Regions from separate parts of the Sus scrofa genome. Here region 1 is linked to region 2. Evidence: chromatin contacts called from public HiChIP or PLAC-seq data. All regions are on one chromosome and are shown on one strand. The core of a region is the stretch at or near the end of the contact, and the rest is flanking DNA. Distances in the headings are between cores, read along the strand shown. Region 1 overlaps SP1 (transcription factor Sp1). Region 2 holds the start of SP7 (transcription factor Sp7).

Region 1 (3,467 bases), core at 387-2,886, 38 kb after region 2:
TTGCTGTGGGTTTGTTGTAAATAGCTTTTATTATGTTAAGGTATGTTCCTACTTTCTTTTGTTAGAACTTTTCTCAAGTCTGAAAATAATGTTTTTGACCTAGTTCAGTTAAATTTGTAACTTAAGACAAATAGTAGGGAAAAAAGAAGCAAAAGGCATGGTTAATTATCCTCTTTATAAACTTAGTTATGAATCAGAATTTGTTGTAACCAGATCAGTTAATTTGAATTTAATCTGTAATTAAATGAATTGTAAATGATATGATCAGTACATTAGAAAGGAAGGAGCAAAATGACAAAGGAATCCGACACATAAGTATTCGCTGTTGAAAACATGAAAGTCAGCTGTGTCATTGGGGTGGAGGGGTATTACTCTCCCTTCTTTCTTTTTTTTTCCCTACAATCAGGAAGATGTGATCTATTTCCCTGACCGTTCCTTTCTTTTTTGTTTTTTTTTGGTCTTTTTAGGGCTGCACCCAAGGCATATGGAGGTTCCCAGGCTAGGGGTCAAATCAGAGCTGTAGCTGCTGGCCTACACCACAGCCACAGCAAGGCCAGATCCTTAACCCACTGAGTGAGGCCAGGGATCGGAACTTTAGTCCTTATGGATGCTAGTCAGATTTGTTTCCACTGAGCCACGATGGGGACTCCTCCCTTCTTGTTTTTTTTTCTGATGTGTTTGAGACTTTATTTATTTATTTATTTGCTTTTTAGGGCCGCACGTGCAGCATATGGAAGTTCCCAGGCTAGGGGTAGAATCAGAGCTGGGAACTCGCAACAATGGGCCATAATCTTATTTTTACTGAATACTATAAAAATCTTTTCCATAAATAATGATAAGTATACATCTGCATCATCACTTTAAATGATTGGGAATTCCATAGTATGTTTGAACTAGGGTATACTTAACCCTACTAATGGTACTTTTTTTTTTCCTCTTCAGTGTTATAAGCAATGCTTTGGTGAACATCCTTGTTCATACTTTTTAGATTAAAATTCTGTAAGTGAATAATTCTACTCCTGAGTGTATTTTTCCTTTTTTCAGGGCTGCTCCTGCAGCATAGAGAAGTTTCCAGGCTAGGAATCAAATAGGAGCTACAGCTGTCAGCCAGTGCCACAGCCACAGCAACACAGGATCCAGGCCACTTCTGTGATCTTTACCACAGCTTATGGCACACCAGATCCTTAACCCACTGAGCAAGGCCAGGGATTGAACCTGTATCCTCATGGTTACTAGTGAGATTTTTTTCTACTGAGCCATGGTGGGAACTCCTTAGGTGTATTTCTAAGAGAAATGAAAACATATGTCCATGCAGAATCTTATACACAGATGTTTGTAGCAGCACAATTCATAATAGCCAAAAGGTGGAAGTAACCTAAATGTCCAATAGATAAACAAAAGTGATATATCCATTTCATAAAAAGAAATGAAGTAGTGGTACATCCTACAGTATGAGTGAACCTGGAAAACCTTCTGCTAAGTTAAAGAAACCAGACCAAAAAAGGTCACATATTGTATGATTCTATTTACATGTTATACCTAAAATAGGAAGATCCATATAGTAGTGGTTGCCAGGAAGTGGAGTGAGGGGAGAATGAGGAGTGATTCTTTAATGGGTATAGGAGTTTTTCAGAGGTGATGAAAGTTTTGAAAATAGAGGGAAGTGGTAGTTGCCCAATACTGTGAAGGCACTGAGTGCCAATGAATTGTGTACTTTAAAATAGGTTTTTGAGGAGTTCCCATTGTGGCTCAGTAATAGCAAACCTGACTGGTATCTATGAGGATTGGGGTTCAATTCCTGGTCCTGCTTAGTGGGTTATGGATCCGGTGTTGTCATGAGCTGTGGTGTGGTTTTTATACCTTTGTGTTTTGATATTTACAACTAAACTGGATTTCAAAAAGCTAGCAATTTATTCTTCCATTGATATTAATCTTTACCAATATGATGTGGAAAAAAGATTCTTGGTTTAATTAGCCTTGTCTGATTATTAGAGAATTAAATATCTTTTTTAAATTTGCTTTTGTTTTCTCTTGTGAGTTGCCTGTTTTTATTTTATTATTTTTGATACTTTGTTTTATTATCTTTTCCTTTATGAAACTTTTAATATTTTCCCTCATTACTACTTGAAAATTTTTTTCCTGATTATCCTCATATTCTTACAGATGAATTGGACACATTTTGTCAGTTTCCCTAGTAAATTTTTCTGGAATTATTTTTTGGGTTTTTTTGGCGGTTCCCATGGCATGTGGAAATTCCTAGACCAGAGATCGAACTCACGCCACAACAGTGACCTGAGCCACTGCAGTGACACAGCCGGATCCAAGGGAGCTCCTGGAATTTTAATTTTGATTGACTCCTACTGTATTTGCATTATTTTCTTATTGATCCTACGCATTTCTTGCTAAGTTTAAACTTAGTATTTTATAGTTTTTGTTGCTATTGCAAATAGAATCTTTTTTCCATTTTATTTCTTTTTTTTAAAATATGTATATTATAGTTTTCTTCCATTTTACTTCTAACTGGCTCTTATTTGTATGTAGGAAACCTATCGACTTACGTGCATTAGTTCTTTTTTTTTTTTCTTTTGGCTGCACCCGCAGCATATGGAAATTCCTGGGCCAGGGATCAGATCTGAACTGAAGCTGGGACCTCTGCTACTGCTGTAGCAATACTGTATTCTTAACCCATTGTGCCACAGCAGGAACTCCATGCAGTAATTTTTATAGTGGCTGTCTTAACTGTCTTAACATTCATTGCATAATCAATATTAAAAGAATAGGAAACCAACAGATAAACTATTTACAAAACAAAAACAAAAAAAGAACAGAAATCTCAAAATACATTAAATACATTGCATATATTTGAATTTGTCATTACCATATTAAGGCAAAAGTTGAAGGAAACCAGTTTAGGGAAAAGAGTACGCAGATGCATAGATGAGCACCTTTATATTTTCATGGCATAACATTTCCATCTTTTATCCTTTTATCATATTGTTGTTGGCAGTTTAAAGCTATGGTGTTTCATAATACTAGATATAAATGGGAGTATCCGCTTTTAGTATTTATCTATAATCTGAACAAATTCTGACAATGGGAAGTCTAGTTTTTATATTAAAAAGTTACCTTGGAGGAGTTCCCACTGTGGCGCAGCAGAAACGAATCCTTCTAGTGTCCGTGAGGATCCAGGTTTGATTCCTGGCCTTACTCAGAGGGTTAAGGATCCGGTGTTGCAGTGAGCTGCAGTGTAGGTCACAGAGGTGGTTCGGATCCTGCATTGCTGTGGCTGGGAACTTCAACCCTTAGCCTGGGAACTTCCATGTGCCCTGTGGGTGCAACCCTAAAAAAAAAAAAAGTTACCTTGGAGTTTATGCTTAGGGAGGAGTTAAAATATCAGATTACTGTATCAGATTATGTAATTGTACTAGGGGCATTACTCATGCATAAATTTAGAGAACCCTGTTATT
Region 2 (3,407 bases), core at 612-3,111:
CTGCGCCATGCTGGGAACTCCAAAAACGCCTATTCTTCATTTTTGGCTGCATCAATCAGAAGTTCCAGGGCTGGGGATCAAACCCATGTCACAGCAGCAACCTGAGCTGCAGCAGTGACAACACCAGATCCTTAACTCACTGAGCCTTGAGGGAACCCCTAAAATGGCTATCCTTAATAAAGGCCACTTAAAAAAAAAATGGGATTCAACAAATGGTAGAGATTCTTAGTATTTTGGCTGCTTTTATCTCTAAAGTTCTAGGGTTGTGAGATCCTTTCTTGGAAAGAAAATCAGGTTTCTTGGAGCGGGGGAGGGCAGGGGGAGAGGGTTCAGACTTGCAAAGAGGAAAACTAAAGATGCAAAGAGATAGGCAGAGGAGTTCCCATCATGGCTTAGAGGTTAACGAATCTGACTAGGAACCATGAGGTTGTGGGTTCGATCCCTGGCCTTGCTCAGTGGGTTAAAAGAATCCGGCGTTGCTGTGAGCTGTGGTATAGGTCGCAGATGCGGCTCAGATCTGGCGTTGCTGTGGCTGTGGCGTAGGCTGGTGGCTACAGCTCTGATTAGACCCCTAACCTGGGAACCTCCATATGCCGCGGGAGCGGCCCAAACAATGGCAAAAAGACAAAAAGACAAAAAAAAAAAAAAAAAAAAAGAGAGCGAGAGATAGGCAGATAGGCATTAGGCACCCCTGCAAGGTGGTGATAAAGCAGAGGTGGTCTCCAAGGGTCCTAACAACAGGCCAGCCAGGGTTACATTTCAGGTAAAGACCGAAAAACGGACATTGATTATCTCCTCTTACCTCCCAGGCACTGTGGGGTCCCCAGAAAGACAAATGTTTATAAAACACAACAACCTTTGCTCTCAAGTGGTCCATAGGCTTAAATTAGGAAGCTTCTCTTCTCCAAAGCCGGGTCCGTGGTGTCCATATCCAGTGATGCTTAGTACACAGGGAAGCAAAGCAGGGGGACTTAAAAAAAAGAAAAGAAAATATTTTTGTACACACAATCTTCTCAGAGCTCAGAATCTTTAAAGGTCTTAACGCCATCCAGCTCAGCTCAGTATGTTCTGCAAATGGGAAGGGATTCCAGAGAAAAGTTCTTGGAGGGAAGGGCAGTGTGCAAATAGCTTCTAGACTTTTTCAGGTAACACCTTCTTAGATCCGGGACCCTGAAAGAAGAGGGAGCAAAGCTTCGAAGTACCACCAGGTGGCAGGAGTGAGCTACCCAACCGCTGCGCCAATGAACCTGCTCTCCAGAGCATGTTCTTGGGGCCAGAGGGTTGGCACGTTTTGAAGGTAACAATGGCAAAGCTGCCAGCGCTGAGGCAAGGGCTGGGGCGGGAAGAAGCCTCAGAGGGTTATGGTATTAATTCTGCACCTTTCCCCAGTCTTGACTCAGAGAAGGCAAGACCTTTGTCAAAGTTCCAAAAGTATCCAGACTGCCAGGCCGGAATTCAGCAAGCAAGGGTCTATTTTCTGCCCCACGCACCTGCCTATCAGCCTTTCACGGACATTTCCTGAGCATCTACTGTGCCAGGTATGTGCCAGAAGTGTCCAAAATAGCATTTAACAAGAAGTGTGCAATCTGGTGGAAGAGAGCCTGGTAAACAGCCATGCTTTTATGACATAGAGGCTGTTTGGAGTAGTAAAATGCACTGTCTTGAAAGTTAGACTAAGGTGTGAATTCAAGCTCCGCCACTTGCTATATGTGCAAATTCTGTAGGCCTCAACTTCCTTGTCTAAAAAATGGGGGTAAACAACTCTCATAGAAGATGAAAAAAAAAATTACATAAAAACTTACTGCCTAGGAGTTCCCATCGTGGCTCAGCAGAAAATCCAACTATGAACCATGAGTTTGTGGGTTCAATCCCTGGCCTTGCTCAGCAGGTTAAGGATCCAGCATTGCTGTGGCTAGAGCGCAGATCTGACCCCTAGCCTGGGAACCTCTATATGCAGTGGGTGTGGCCCTAAAAGCAAAAAAAAAACTTACTTCCTAAAAGGAAGAGAAAGACAAATATCACATGATACCGCTTATATATGAGATCTAAAAAAAAATGATACAAATGAACTTATTTGCAAAACAGAAACAGACTCATAGACATAGTAAACAAATTTATGGTTACCAAAGGGCAGAGGGAAGAGGAAGGAATAAATTAGAAGTTTGGGATTAGCAGACACAAACTACCGTATATAAAATAGATAAATAAGATCCTACTGTATAGAACAGGGAGCTATATTCAATATATTGTAATAAACTATAATGGAAAAAATATATATCTGAATCACTGCTAGCTAACCAGAAACTAACACAACATTGTAAATCAACCATAGTTCAATTTAAAAAGATAAAAATAGGGAGTGCCTGGAGTTCCCTTCGTGGCGTGGTGGTTAACGAATCTGACTAGGAACCATGAGGTTGCAGGTTCAATACCTGGCCTTGCCAGGTTAAGGATCCGGCGTTGCCTTGAGCTGTGGTGTAGGTCCAAGACGCAGCTCAGATCCTGAGCTGCTATGGCTGTGGTGTAGGCCAGTGACTACAGCTCCGATTCGACCCCTAGCCTGGGAACCTCCATATGCCGAGGGAGTGGCCCTAGAAAAGACAAAAAAAAAAAAAAAAAAAAAAATAGGGAGTTCCCATTGTGGCTCAGCGTTAACAAATTGGACTAGTAACTGTGAGGATTCGGGTTCAAACCCTGGCCTCATTCAGTGGGTTAAGGATCCGGCGTTGCCATGAGCTGTGGTGCAGGTTGCAAATGCAGCTTGGATCTTGAGTGGCTATGGCTGTGAAGCAGGCGGGCAGGTGGAGCTCCAATTTGACGCCCAGCCTGGGATTAAATTTAATATGCTGCAGGTGCAGCCCTAAAAGGTAAAAAAAAAAAAGTGTTCTGTGAAAGAAAGTAAAATGATTATACTTATGGCACAATTAAATTCTGCAGGCAAATTAAACACAACAGAGATTGAACCCACAAAACAAGTGTGTATATATTCAGGGACAAATAAACACATTAGAGTGGTGCTTTTAGGGAGGAGAGGAAGGGCTTAGGGATGAAGAGGGGGAAAAAAAACTAGAGAGGGGTCTTTTATGAACTCAAATGATGACAGTATAAACCTAAAACAAAAGCCAGTATTTTACCAGCAAAATGGGTTTCTTATAGAAGAGCAAAGAATTGCAGTGGTGGACAGGCAATCTATGGTAAACCACAGTCCAGAGAAGAAAGAAGAGGCTCCCTCTTTTATAAAGAAGGGACAGTTGAGAGGGGCTTTACAAACAGTCTATTGAGGGAACCTGGGAGTTCAAAGTGCAGGGGCTTTTCTTTCTTTTTTTTTTTTTGGTCTTTTTGTCTCTTTAGGGTCCCATCTCCGGCATATGGAGGTTCCCGGGGTCAAATTGGAGCTGTAGCCACCG

What was found. HiChIP or PLAC-seq counts read pairs in DNA pulled down with a chosen protein or histone mark.
Region 1: a contact with region 2 is called in an H3K27ac HiChIP or PLAC-seq map of alveolar macrophages. The contact joins the enhancer-like site here to the promoter of SP7 in region 2. A contact is called at or near these places in 8 of 47 Hi-C or Micro-C datasets (embryonic fibroblasts, epiblast stem cells, liver and 4 more) and 2 of 2 datasets of contacts at active chromatin or transcription factors (alveolar macrophages and skeletal muscle).

The regions. Positions count from the first base shown.
Region 1 is chr5:18,602,740-18,606,206 of Sscrofa11.1, forward strand. The region is part of intron 3 of SP1 (transcription factor Sp1); the gene reads left to right. Among named protein-coding and RNA genes, the nearest start is that of SP1, 16 kb to the left of the region's middle. Within about 2 kb of position 1,637, at least 1 of the 83 cell types and tissues checked has an H3K27ac peak or open chromatin away from gene starts, as enhancers often do. A contact at or near this core is called in alveolar macrophages, where this site is marked.
Region 2 is chr5:18,564,807-18,568,213 of Sscrofa11.1, forward strand. It overlaps SP7 (transcription factor Sp7), which reads right to left and starts at 1,862. Exons shown (of 5, transcript XM_021091715.1): 1 at 1,803-1,862; 2 at 857-970.